2 separate regions of the Ovis aries genome follow, and region 2 is linked to region 1. A link is a contact called in public Hi-C data. All regions are on one chromosome and are shown on one strand. The core of a region is the stretch at or near the end of the contact, and the rest is flanking DNA. Distances in the headings are between cores, read along the strand shown.

What was found. Hi-C and Micro-C count contacts between places; a contact is called where the count stands out from the background.
Region 2: a Hi-C map of hypothalamus shows a contact between it and region 1, with 3 times the contacts expected there. The contact joins the enhancer-like site here to the promoter of HTRA3 in region 1. A contact is called at or near these places in 6 of 16 Hi-C or Micro-C datasets (hypothalamus, liver, muscle and 2 more).

The regions. Positions count from the first base shown.
Region 1 is chr6:115,299,576-115,305,897 of ARS-UI_Ramb_v3.0, reverse strand. It overlaps HTRA3 (HtrA serine peptidase 3), which reads right to left and starts at 4,950. Exons shown (of 9, transcript XM_027971265.2): 1 at 4,343-4,950. The coding sequence starts at 4,727.
Region 2 is chr6:115,392,292-115,398,588 of ARS-UI_Ramb_v3.0, reverse strand. It overlaps ACOX3 (acyl-CoA oxidase 3, pristanoyl), which reads left to right. Exons shown (of 19, transcript XM_027971266.3): 7 at 1,011-1,099. Among named protein-coding and RNA genes, the nearest start is that of ACOX3, 21 kb to the left of the region's middle. Within about 2 kb of position 3,193, at least 14 of the 54 cell types and tissues checked have an H3K27ac peak or open chromatin away from gene starts, as enhancers often do. A contact at or near this core is called in hypothalamus and liver, where this site is marked.

The sequences.
Region 1 (6,322 bases), core at 3,701-6,200:
TCTGCTCCATGCAGACGCAGCTTTCTGGCCTTTACTTTCCCCTTGATGGATACTCTTCCCCGACACGTGGCATCTGCCTTGCACAGACATGGGAAGGCGCAAAAGCTCCCTGGGTAGGTAGTGAGCCCACCATCACTGGGAGTATGCAAGGAGAGACACCCACCATGTGGGCCGGCCTTTCATTCCAACAGCACCAACTGAGCTCAGCTGCTGGACCAGGCCTGCAGAGAACCAACAGACCAGACGTCCGCCCTGTGAGGCTCAGAGCCTGGTGAAGTTGAAAATAAGACATTGAGTCAGAGAAGAAATGAGAGGTGGTTCAGAGGAGTCCCCATGGTGCGCCCATGAGGCTGATGCAAGGGACCACCCAGGCAGTCAGGGAGGGCAGCTCATCTAGACTAAGGCAAGTTGAGGACTCGGTCCTACGAAGGTGAAGGAATGGGAATTGGGTGCAGCAGACACTGTACTTGCAACGACCCCGAGGCGGAAAGGAGACCAGTGTGGCTGCAGCAGGGGAGGAGAGGGTGTTGGAGGGGTGGGCAGGGCCAGACGGCACAGGGGGTTGAGGCTCAGGGTAGGTGCTGGGGAACGGCTGCAGGGGTCCCACCCGTGATGGGCAGCACGGATTTATCACGGTCACCCTGGCCGCCGTGTGAAGAAGTGACCGAAGGGAGGATGAGGGAGGTGGAAAAGGTCCGCGGAGGCCAGCGTGGCTGGAGGGACCCTGGGGGGAACATCTCAAGGTCGAGCTGAGGACCCTCCTGTAGACAGGGAGTGAGGAACGAGGGGAAGTAAGGGGTCAAAGCGTGATGGAGCCTTCTGACCTAAACTCCCCAGGGGTGGTCCTGTCGGACCAGGACACAGGACTTCGGCTCAGGGAAGGAGGGGGCTGGAGACAGGACCCTGGGTGCATCCGAAGGCAAGTGAGGGTGGAGCCAGCAGGACTCACGTCCAGGGGGATATGTTGAAGATAGTAGCCCCTTACCTGCCGCTACACGTGGACATCACCCAGTGATTTCTGACCAGGCCCTGGGAAGGCCCGGGGTCGGGGAGCGAGTATCGCCACCAGGGATGCTCTATAGAGGTTGAGCCTATTGGCGCTGGAGACCCAGGCCTGATCCTGACCCCAGGCCTTGGGGGCCCGCCGCCCTGCCTGAAGAAGAGTGTCAGCCGGACCCGGGCCAGGCCTGCCTCTGTCATTTCCCAGCCGAGTGACCTCAGCCCCATCACTTGGCCCTTCCCTGCCTCCGTGAGCACATCTCGGGTGCATGAGTAAGGAACGGATTCGCCAAGTGAGATGGCGCCAGTCCACAGGGGCTGGACTCTGCCCCTGCTGCCTTGCGGGAAGCCGGGTGTCTGAGGTCCCTGTGCCCGGGCGCCGGGAGCAGGGGCGGGCCGCGAACCGTGGTGTGCAAGGTACCCATGGGAGGCTGGGCCCATCTGGCCCCGCCCACCGAGGCCGCCGTGGCCGCAGACCCTCTGGGCGCCCCCTGCCCCGGGGGGCTCTGAAGACAGGGCTTGTGGTCTGCACGCCCACCCGGTGCGGCTGGTCCCTCTGCCTCTGCCCGGCTCCCAGCTCCCTGCATCCTCCCCATCACCTGTCCAGAGAGCCCAGGTCACCTCCCACCGCTCAGCACTGGAGCTCCGCCTCTGGGGAGCCTCCCAGGCCTCGTCAGGTGATGGAAAGGGTGGTGGGAGGCTTCAGAAGCGCGATCATGACACAGAAAGTAACCGGCCGTCTGGTGACCGCTGGTTGAAGGCACGTGTCTGCGTGCCGTAGCTCATTACTCTCTGCACCAATTCACCAAAACTGAGCATTCGTCCCACTTAACAGGTGAGGAAACTGAGGAGCAGGGCCTCGTGGGCAGCACCGCGTTCGGAGGAGGGGCAGGGCCAGCCCCAGCTGCGGGCCTCCCACTCCACCCCTGAGCCCTCTGCGGCTCCCTGTGGCCGCCACGGTACCGTTCTCTGCTCAGCCTCCAGTATCTCCCTCCATCCGTTTCTCCAGGGCCCAGCCGGGCTCTGCCTCATTGCAGGGGCCTTGTTGCCAGCCCACGGTGAGCAGGACACGCAGAGCAGGGGCTTCGCAAGCTGGGACTCCATCGGCCAAGAAGAAAGGTTTCATGACGCCCCTGGTGGTCCAGGGACTAAGACTCTGTGCTCCCAATGCAGGGGGCCCAAGGTTCAACCCCTGGCCAGGGAGCTAGGTCCCACTTGCTACAACTAAGAGTTCACCAACCACAACTAAAGATCCCCTGGGCCTCAACTAAGCCCCGGCGCAGCCAGGTAAATGAACATTTTAAAAAAGAATACAACATTTAATAGTTATTAAAGAAAATAAAGGCTTCGAAATGCCTAGACCACCTCCAACCCACTCCAGCCCTTGGCGCCCTGGAGCCTGACTCTAAGAGCATCCACTACTTGGGAGAGTTGGCTTTGGGGAGCCCACCCTGAGCCCTCTGCCTATCTGACCTGCCAGCATGGCCTGAGATGGGCCTGCTGGCTCTGAGCCCCAAGGCAGAGGGTGAAGTGGGCACGAAGTAAATGATAACTTTTCCACCCCCGTGACATTGAGTGGCCCCACACCCCCAGTCTCCCAGGCACAATCCAAGCACAAGCCTGACCACATCACACTCACTTCTCTTAAAACCCTTCAAAGGCTGTCCCATATCATCATGGCTAATCCCACATAATGCTTCCCAAACCAGGCTCCCTGGAACCCCGGCGTGCCAGGGGGAGGCCCCGTGCGTTCTCCCAGGAAGGAGCTTTTTGCTGGAGTTCTCTTGGGAAACCCTGGGTGTTTATCATTTTTTTTTTTTTACCGTGTTGCAGGGAGCTCTGAAAGACTCAAGCTGAATGTGACTCCCCACTGCAGGGCTGGAGTTTACTTTCTAGAACGTTTGGGCCCCAGGACACTTGTTTTCAGAATCCCAGACCCGATCTGGGGAGCCTGGCCTACAGGGTGAAATCTAAGGCACAGTGTTTATGGGACACGCATGGTCCTGTCCCTGACAAGCTGTCCAGCCTTGGGTGTCACACACATGCACACACATGCACACACGTGCACACATACACGCACACGCACACACACACGCACATGCACCCCTGCTCTGGGCTGTGTGTTCTCCCTGACCTGGCTCACCACACACGCTAAGGTCTCCATGTGGCGATTCACACTGCCGTCTCTTCCCAGAAGAGCTGGCCCTTCAGCCCTTCCAGGCTCCCTGGCTCCCAGGTGGCCTTGTGCCCCACGGTGGAGCCCGTCCTGGGGGTCAGCATCTCCCCAGCTATGGGCTGAGGGCACACTCGGAGCCTGATTCCTCTTGGTTGCTGTGAACTCAGCGCAGGGTGCTGTGCTCAGAGCGCCTAAGAACCAACGCGGGAGCCTGCCTTCCCAAGAGATGCCCCAGACAAACATGGGCACAGCAGGGTTTTCTAGCATTTTCTTTCACAGGGTCAGCCTGTGTGGCAAGAAGCCACCTGGAGCCAACCCCAGGTTAGGGGGTCTACTCTAAGGTTGGGCTTCTCCTGCGGCTCAACGGTAAAGAGCTGGTCTGCCAAGGCAAGAGACGAGAGATGTGGCTTCCATCCCTGGGTGGGGAAGACCCCCTAGAGGAGGGCATGGCAACCCACTCCAGAATTCTTGCCTGGAGAATCCCATGGACAGAGGAGCCTGGTGGGCTACAGTCCATGAGGTCACAAAGGCACGACTGAGCGACTTAGCACGCACGCACGCACGCATGCTCCAAGCTTTGATGGGACTGAGAGATTTCTTACCCCACGGCCTGTCCACACAGAGCCCCCTCACACAGTCCAGAGACGCCACACACTGGCTCACCATTCCTAAACGACCTTCCAGAGACGTATTTTAAATGCAGTACAAAAAAAGAAAAAGAAAAAGAAAACACCCTATGTGGCTCAACTGCTGTCTGTCGTACGGATACCCAGACATGGAAGGCCAGGAAAGAGTGCTTTGCATCCAACTCCCAGGCAGGGCAGGGATGTGGGGACCAGGGGAAACGAGACACAAGGTGGGTACATTTTAATGAGGCTGGAGAAATGCTGGGCGGACCAGGCCCACTGAGGTGGTCAGAGCCCTTGGTCTCACCACCGGTGGGCTACTTCTGCGACCTTGGGGACAGCATTTTACCTTTCCCCGTCTTGGTTCCCCGACCTGAAAACCGGAAGCCTGGTTAGAGATCTCTAAAAGAAATCGTCACTTGTTCCCTGGGGAGCGCTCCGCCCTGGCTCTGGGCCCCGTTTCCCAGGAGACGCTTCTTCATCCCCACCCCCCCCAACCCCGCCAGCGATGCTGGCGCTCCCTCCCCGGCCGAGCGCTTACCCGATGGGCAGGCGCCCTTCTGCAGCTGGCGCACGGGCGTCCCAGAGAGCTGCAGCGCGCGGCGGCTGGCCGCCTGCAGCGCGCACACGTTGGCGTAGGTGTGCCCGTCGGTGCCACACACAGCGTGCGCCCAGCGGCAGCGACACAGCCCGCGCACGCACTCCAAGCTCTCCCCGCACGGCGAGTCGACGGCGCGGCCGCACGGCTCGCCCTCGGTGGCGGCGCACACCAGGCAGCAGTTGCAGAGGTCCGGCACGTAGCCGCCAGGGCAACGGGGGCTCGGGCACCGCGACACGTCGCAGCGCGCGGGGCACGACGCGGCTGGGGGCTCCCGGGCCAACGCCAGGGCGGCCAGCGCGGCCAGGAGCAGCGCCCGCGCCTGCATGGCGGACCGGCCGGCGGCGGGCTGCAGCGCGGGAGACCGGCCCGGGGAGGGGGCGCGCACCGAGGCCGCGGCTCCGGGCGCCGACGGAGGGAACGCGGCCACCTGCGCCGGCGGCTCGGGCTCAGGCGGGCGGGCCCCGGGACCGCAGGGACATGCCCGGGGCGCGGGGAACGCGGCGGCGAGGGACTGGAGAGGCGCCCCGTGCCGGCCGGGCCGACGGTCTGCGGGGCGGCCGGCCCTGCCGCGTTTTAAGGCGCCGGCCGCCCGCCCTCGCAGAAAGGGGGTGGCCCGGCCCCTCGCCAGCTCCGCCCCAGCCCAACCGCCGCCCCCCTCCACCCCCGCGCCGGCCTTCCGGGGCCTGGACCCACCCGCGGCCAAAAGCTGGGCCTGCCTGGTCTGGGGAACCGGGTGATAGTTATGCAGCGGCCCGCCCGGCGTGTCAGGGGCCTTGTAGGGGAGGAGCCACCGCGTGCAGGCCGCGGGCACCATCCCGGGAATCTCTGACCCGGCCCGGTTCGTGTCCCAGTTCCAGTGACCTCAGCTACTCCTCCGGGTCCCCCCCTTCAAAGAATGGGCAAGGCCAGACCGTTAGTCCCGGCCCCTCCTCCCCAGCCCGTCTCCTCTCCCTGCCCTGCGGCCCAGCGCCCCCACCCCCACCGCGGGCCTCCTGGGCCTGGGTGCCCTCAGGACTCACAGGCCTGGCCCCCGGCCCACCGGCCGTCGAGGTGGACATCGCCCCCCCTGGGGAGATGCTGGGGACAGACCTCCAGGAAGCACCTCCACCCCACCGACCGCGCGGTCCTTAGAGCTCGGAGGAGTTGCTTCCTCGGGCTCCGCACAAGGTCTGTCTGGTTCCGCCCGAGCTCTCGGTGCCCTGGAACCCTGGCGGGGTCTCCTGACAGCCCTGTGCCTCAGTTTCCCCTCTGGGAAAGGGGAAGGCGTAGGGCTGTGCCGTATATGGGGCGTCTCCTGCGTTGGGGCATGGCATGCAATCAGCCCACAGGGGGCGGATTATTCGGCACACGTTCTCAGAAAAGACGCTCCAGGCTGGGGGCCCTGCCCCGAGGGCCCAGAGCCTGGTGACCGGACTGCCTGCAGTGTGACGAGGGCTGTGGGCGGGTGTGGTCCAAGGAGACAGAGGACAGAACCCTCTTTGGAGGTGAGCTTCAAGAGGGTGTAGGATCTGGATGCTGTAGTGGGCCTGTGGGTTGCTGGTGTCAAGCAGGGAGCTAATTCCCCCCTGGGTGAAGGCTCGGAAGCAAAGCCAGGTCAGAGGGGCGACCTGTCAGGCGGAGAAAGCCTTCGGCTGAAGACCCTGGAGCTGGGGGTCCGCACCTTCTTTGCAAGGCCCTGCGGCCGCCTGCTGAGGTCTAGAGAGCCCTGCTCAGAATGATGGCTTTACATGCATCAAACAAGCTGCACAGCATTACTGGGGGGGGGGGAGCCATGCTGTCATGAACACAGTTGTTAAAGTATGTGGTAAAGAGCCCACCTGCCAACGCAGCAGACTCAAGAGATGCGGGTTTGATCCCTGCATCGGGGAGACCCCCTAGAGGAGGAAATGGCAACTCGCTCCAGTATTCTTGCCTGGAGAA
Region 2 (6,297 bases), core at 1,944-4,443, 94 kb before region 1:
GGCACGCAGTGAGGACCGACTGGCTAGCCATCGCTGTGTGTTTCAGTAACTGTCTTTGTTGGCAGCTCATCTGGGGCTTCCCTGCTGGTTCAGCTGGTAAAGAATCCGCCTGCAGTGCAGGAGACCGCGGTCTGATTCCTGGGTCGGGAAGGTCCACTGGAGAAGGGCTAGGCTACCCACTCCAGGATTCTTGGGCTTCCCTGGTGGCTCAGCTGCTAAAGAATCTGCCTGAAATGTAGGAGACCTGTGATTCCTGGGTTGGGAAGATCCCCTGGAGAAGGGAACAGCTACCCCCTCCAGTATTCTGGCCTGGAGAGTTCCATGGACCGTATAGCCCATGGGGTTGCAGAGAGCCGGCCACCACCGAGTGACTTTCACTCTCACCTTCGGGGCAGCGGAAATTCACAAAAATAATCCACACACACGTGCACGGCCCTTTTGTCATTCCCTTAACACCCAGTGGGAAGCCCTGCGTCTAAAGCATGAGTGGGAAGTGCCTGGTGTCCTGACACACGCTGCCCTGTGTCCTGGGGCCATGGTGATCAAGCACAGTACCACAGGCTAGGGGCCAAGTCAAGGTGTCAGGAAGGCTGCATGCTGCCCAGAGGCTGCAAGGGAGGGTCCCCACTGCCTCTGCCAGCTTCCGCTGACCCCCTGATGCTGCTCTGTGGCCGACTCCAACCCGTGTCCACCTCCGTCCGCACGTGGCCCCCTCTCCCCATGTCCTCTCCTCCTCTGACCCTCGGAGAACGCAGGCCATTGGATTCAGGCCCCCGCAGGTCACCAGGGTGGTCTCCTCTCCAGATCCTCTGTCAGTATCTGCGAGGACCCTGACTCCCAACGGGGCCACGTTTCAGGAGGTCAGTTTAACCAACGGCAGCTCCACGCAGGGACCCTGTGGCTCGGTCACGGCGGGGGAGTGGTCTTGGACATTTTCATCTGCTTTTCCATGTGGCCCTCACCACTGCTGTCTGTCTTTGTGTGTGTGTGTGTGTGTGTGGTCTGTGCAGATTCGGGACCCAAAGACCCTTCTTCCCATGCCGGGGGTGATGGTCGGCGACATTGGGAAGAAGCTGGGGCAGAACGGCCTGGACAACGGGTAAGTCTGGCCCTTGAACTTGATGGTCGCTCCTCTTGGGCCCTTTCCTCGAGGCTGCCCGCTCAGCACCGACCACCCCTGAGCCCCCCAGGCCCCTCAGTGCCGCCCCGCTCCCTGCAGGACGTGCTGCACCTCCGCATGCGGGACTGTGTTGGGAAGGGCCGGGTTCCGCTGGTTCCAAGCCCAGCCTCAGGAGCTGTTAAGTGGCCCTGCGTGCTGAGTAGTGAACTTGTCCCTGGCAGGTGGCCACTCCAGCTCTCAGCCCGAGACCCCGATGTGCTCCCCTGGACTGGAGCTCAGGCACCCAGCCTGCGCCCATGCCATTCTGTGGGTGAAGCTGGGTGCTGGGTAGTGGGGGCAGTGTGGTCTGAGATGAGACCCGGGCTTGGGGAGCTGGAGGGGCCAGGTGGGCAGGACAGCCATGTCAGGAGGGGCCTTGCAGCCTCCAGGAGGGATTCTCTGGCTCATTCAGGGCACAGATTTGGGAGTGAGACGATTTGGGTTCAGATCCCGGGCCCACCCCTGCCTCTTGGTCTGACCTTCAGCAGCTTTCCCGGCCTGTCCCCTCGCCTGCCTGCTCATCCATGATGTCCTCGTGCTGGGCGCCTCACGTAGCCCTGCCTGGGGCCTGGGCGTGTCTTCCCAGCTGTGTGCCACCCGTCGGTGCCCCCTCACCTGAGCGTTCAGGCAGGACTCACCTGCTGTCTCCCAGCAATTCTGGCTGAGATGCTTTGCATCCCTTCTGTTCTCCTAAGATACTTGCTATGTAGGAAAGCAGAGCTGGGAGGTTCCTTAGTCCTGTATCTCACGCTGCATCTTAGGAAGGTCTGTGTACCTACCGCTTCGCAGGGAGCCAGAAAACAGAGACGCATGCCCGGCCGTAGTTGGAACCCTCTGGTTACGCTGACTCTGGTCGTTTTGAATATAAATCCGAAGCGGGTCTTCTCCGAGACAGAAGCTGGAGCAGGCGGTTGGCCTCCCAGCACTCTGAGGGTCCTTCCTGCCGTCCCTCCCCGTAAGGTGGGGAGCTGGTGACCTGGAGAGAGTCTCAAATCTCTGCTCGGACCCTCGGAACAGGTGAGGCTCCAGCCTGTGCCCAAGAAGGGGAGAGCCATCGATCTGTTTACTCTAGCTAGAGGAGAAGACAGCAGGACGTCGTTAAAAAGCAAAACCAGGCCTGTGCACGCACAAGCCTCCTAACTAATTACCGTCAAGAGCTCTGAGCGCCCCTCTTGCTGGCCTGTGAGAAGACCTGTTAATTACCTGGTGGGGAGGGGGCGTAGCTCCGTCCATCGCGGCTTGGTGCAGGTGCATGGGCCCCTGGTCCTCTGGGCAGTCGGCGGCATCTCGGGGCCCACGAGAGCGGTGGGGCTGGAAGGCCCTGTTGCCTTTTTAGATCTGTGCCCTAGCATGGGGCCCAGAAAGCTTGTGTGTGGTGGCTGTGTCTGCCTGGTCTGTGAGTCCACGTGCAGCCTGGCGGCGGGAGGTGACCCTCCAGCCGTGAACAAGTGCTACCGGGTCACTGCGGTCTGTGGATGTTATCAGGCGGGCTCACAGGCTCCCAGTCCCCATATGTTTTGGTTTTTACAAGTTAGAACCTTTAACCTTGTTTTGGGACATCAGTGAAAATCTCTGCACTTGGTTCCCACCACCCCCCCAAGTCATCTCCTGTTTTAAAGACTGAGTACTGTGTCTTCAACAGCCTTCTCGCACCGACCCCCCGCCCCCCGCCCAGGAGACACAGTCACACCGACATAGCAAAAAAAAAAGTGAAAGTGTAGTTGCTCAGTCATGTCCGACTCTTTGTGACCCCATGGACTGCAGCCCACCAGGCTCCTCTGTCCATGGGATTCTCCAGGCAAGAATACTGAAGTGGGTAGCCATGCCCTCCTCCAGGGCATCTTCCCGACCCAGGGACCAAACCTGTGACTGAACCCTGGCATCCCACACTGCAGGCAGAAGCCTTCCCTCTGGACCACTAAGGCCCTCCTCCAAGTAAATGTGTCATGTGGGAGGAGCGCAGCTCTTAAAAGTCTCAGCCGTGCCAGCCTGGGAACCGCCAGGGGGCAGCATGGTGACCACCCTGAAGCCAGGCCCAGAGTGGCTCCCCGAGACCAGAGGCACCGTTCCGAGGGGAAGCTCGGCAGATGGGACCTGAAGCAGCCTCACTGGGTCCCTGCGTCTTTGAAGGTCCTGTAGCGCCTGGGGCCCCGAGGCCCCCTGCCCCAGGCTGGGGCTGGGATAGGGGCCAGGGGCCTGCCTCGCTGAACATACCACTGTCCCTGCTGGCCGCGGGGCACGTGCCCAGCAGAGGGCGCCCGGGATGGATCTGAGTCCCTGCTTCCCCCACTTGCCGGATGCTTGCAGGGCAGTGTTGTGATGGAGTGACTTTCTGTCCAGAGACCTCTTGTTTTTTTTTTAAAAAAAAAAAAAACAGTAACAGTTTGTAGGTAGATCACAGGAGTGCGTGAGTCTGCAGGAAGGCTGTCTAGAAATCAGCGAAGTGAAAGTTGCTCAGTCGTGTCTGACTCTTTGCAACCTCATGGACTATAGAGTTCATGGCGATTCTCCAGGCCAGAATACTAGAGAGGGTAGCCTTCCCATTCTCCAGGGATCCTCCAACCCAGAGATCAAACCCAGGTCTCCCGCATTGCCCGTGGACTCTTTTTTTTTTTTTTTAATTATTTATTTTAATTGGAGGCTAATTACTTTACAATATTGTGGTTTTTGCCACACACTGACATGAATCAGCCACGGGTGTACATGTGCCCCCCAGCCCGAACCCCCCTCCCACGTTCCTCCCCATCCCATCCCTCTGGGTCGTCCCAGTGCACCGGCTTTGAGTGCCCTGTTTCACGCATTGAACTTGGACTGGCGATCTGTTTCACATATGGTAATATACATGTTTCAATGCTATTCTCTCAAACCATCCCACCCTCCCCTTCTCCCACAGAGTCCAAAAGTCTGTTCTTTACATCTGTGTCTCTTTTGCTGTCTCGCATGTAGGGTCATCATTACCATCTTTCTAAATTCCATATGTATGCGTTAATATACTGTATTGGTGTTTTTCTTTCTGACTTAGTTCACTCTGTATAACAGGCTCCAGTTTCATCCACCTCATTACAACTGACTCAAATGCAGGCGGCTTCTTCACCAGCTGAGCCACCAGGGAAGCCCAAGAATACTGGAGTGGGTAGCCTATCCCTTCACCAGGGGATCTTCCCAACCCAGGAATCAAACCGGGGTCTACTGCATTGCAGGCGAATTCTTTACCAGCTGAGCCACGAGGCAAGCCCGTCTAGAAATCAGAGGCAGGTGTAAATTACGTGGGTTACTTTTAGTCAAATAAATCTGAAAGCAAGATAGTAAGGAGCCCTCGGGTGAGCCGTTAAGCCTCACCTTCAAGATGGGTGGCAGGCATCCTCACACCTGCTCAGTGGCCACTCAGGGAAGCGTCTGGTGGTGGGCAGCGCGCGGGTATGTGCTGAGACCTGCTGGGTATTTTTGGTTCCAGGTGAGGCTGGGATGGCGGTGGTGGGAGGCCTCAAGGAGCAAGGAAATTGTTAGGACCTGACGTGGGGGGCCCAGGAGGGAAGGGGTGCAGGGCGGGGAGCCAGACACACTGCCTGTTCACACCCCCGTGTCACACCCGGTGCCCCCACAATGCACGCAGGCGTACACACACACACCCGTGTCCTCCACAGACCCGGGATTCTGGCCCGCAGGCTGGTGGGCACTGACTGTCTGACTCAGAAAAGAATGCGTGAAATTCTGATTTCGGTTAAACCCCAAGCGGCTACTTTTCCAAGTATAAATACGTTCAGCCTGGTTCCGTCCCCCGTGTGGCAGGGGCGGGGGAAGATTTTCCACTCCTTAAAAAGGGCGCTCGGTGTCTACAGCAGCGGACTTGGAAGAGCATCCCGCGGCTTTCCAGTCATGGGCTGGACCGCTTGGGGGGGCGTCGGCCCTGCGGCCAGGCCTTCTCAGAACGCAGGGGTCTGAGCCCCACAGACCCCTGCTGCGTGGCCGCCTCCAGGCCAGCGCTTTCAGACGCTCAGACCCGGCCTGTGTTTTGTACATGGGAAGGAGACCCCTCGCCTGGATGCTGGTGGAGGCCTCGGGGCCTGACGTGCAGAATCCTAGTCGATTCCGAGGCATCTGTGAGGGGCCTCCAGATGCCCCACCCCTGGGGCTCGACTCCTCCCCAGTGGCATTGGCTGTGTCAGCCCCCGGCCGTCCCCGGACTTGGGGGTCCGTGCAGACTGTACCAGCTCCCAGGGGACGAAGTCTCACTCCTGCTGGCTCATCCACAGCCCTAATTGCTCGGTTCCGGCACGTGGCCCCTCATTATAACAGGATGGCTTAGCTCCCACTGAGAGGCAGGATGGCACAGCGAGCGACCCGGACGGGACCACCGTCTCAGGGTGCTGTGGGACCACCCGGTGCTCGTCACGGGGAGGGGTGGGGAGGCACGGCAGGCCTCAGAGGAGGTGGCAGTGCTCAGAGGAGCCACCTGCCAGTCTGGAGAGGGCCTGGATGGCTTGAAGGTTGCACGCAGATGTAACACGGCGGGGAGCCACGAGGAGCAGGCAGTGGTCCCGTCCGGGGACTTTCCGCATCCTCCTATGGGTTTCGATTCTGTTGGTCTCCAGGATCCAGAGTTCTCGTGCCAGGCGTGACCGTTCTGAGCTGAAGGTTGCAGAGGCCTCTGCCCCAGTGTGCAGGACGGCGGCGAGGCGGGGGGTGGGGGGGCGGTGATGAGGTGGGATTTGGAGAGACCAAGGCAGAGACTATTGAGGAAATCAGAAGAGGCACAGACCGTGAGGACGCTGGGTCAGAGGTGGAGGGGAACATGCTGGCTCTGGACGGTGGTGGGGTGCTCTGCACGTCCTGGGGATCTGGGGAGGGGCTGGGGGTGGGCTCGGGGCGAGGAGCCATCCCCCTTCTCCGAAGGGCGCTGCTCTCCCTCACAGAGCTGCTTCCTGTGGTTCAGTAAGAGAGGTTCCCCGTGGCACTGAAAATGCTTAGAAATCCGATAAGGCACTATGCTTGTGTGCCTTAAGTCGCGTCCACTTTAGTCCCATCCAACTCTTTGTGACCCCATGGACCGCAGCGCGCCAGGCTCCTCTGTCCATGGGATTCTCCAGGCAAGAATACTGAAGTGGGTAGCCATGCCCTCCTCCAGGGGATCTTCCCGA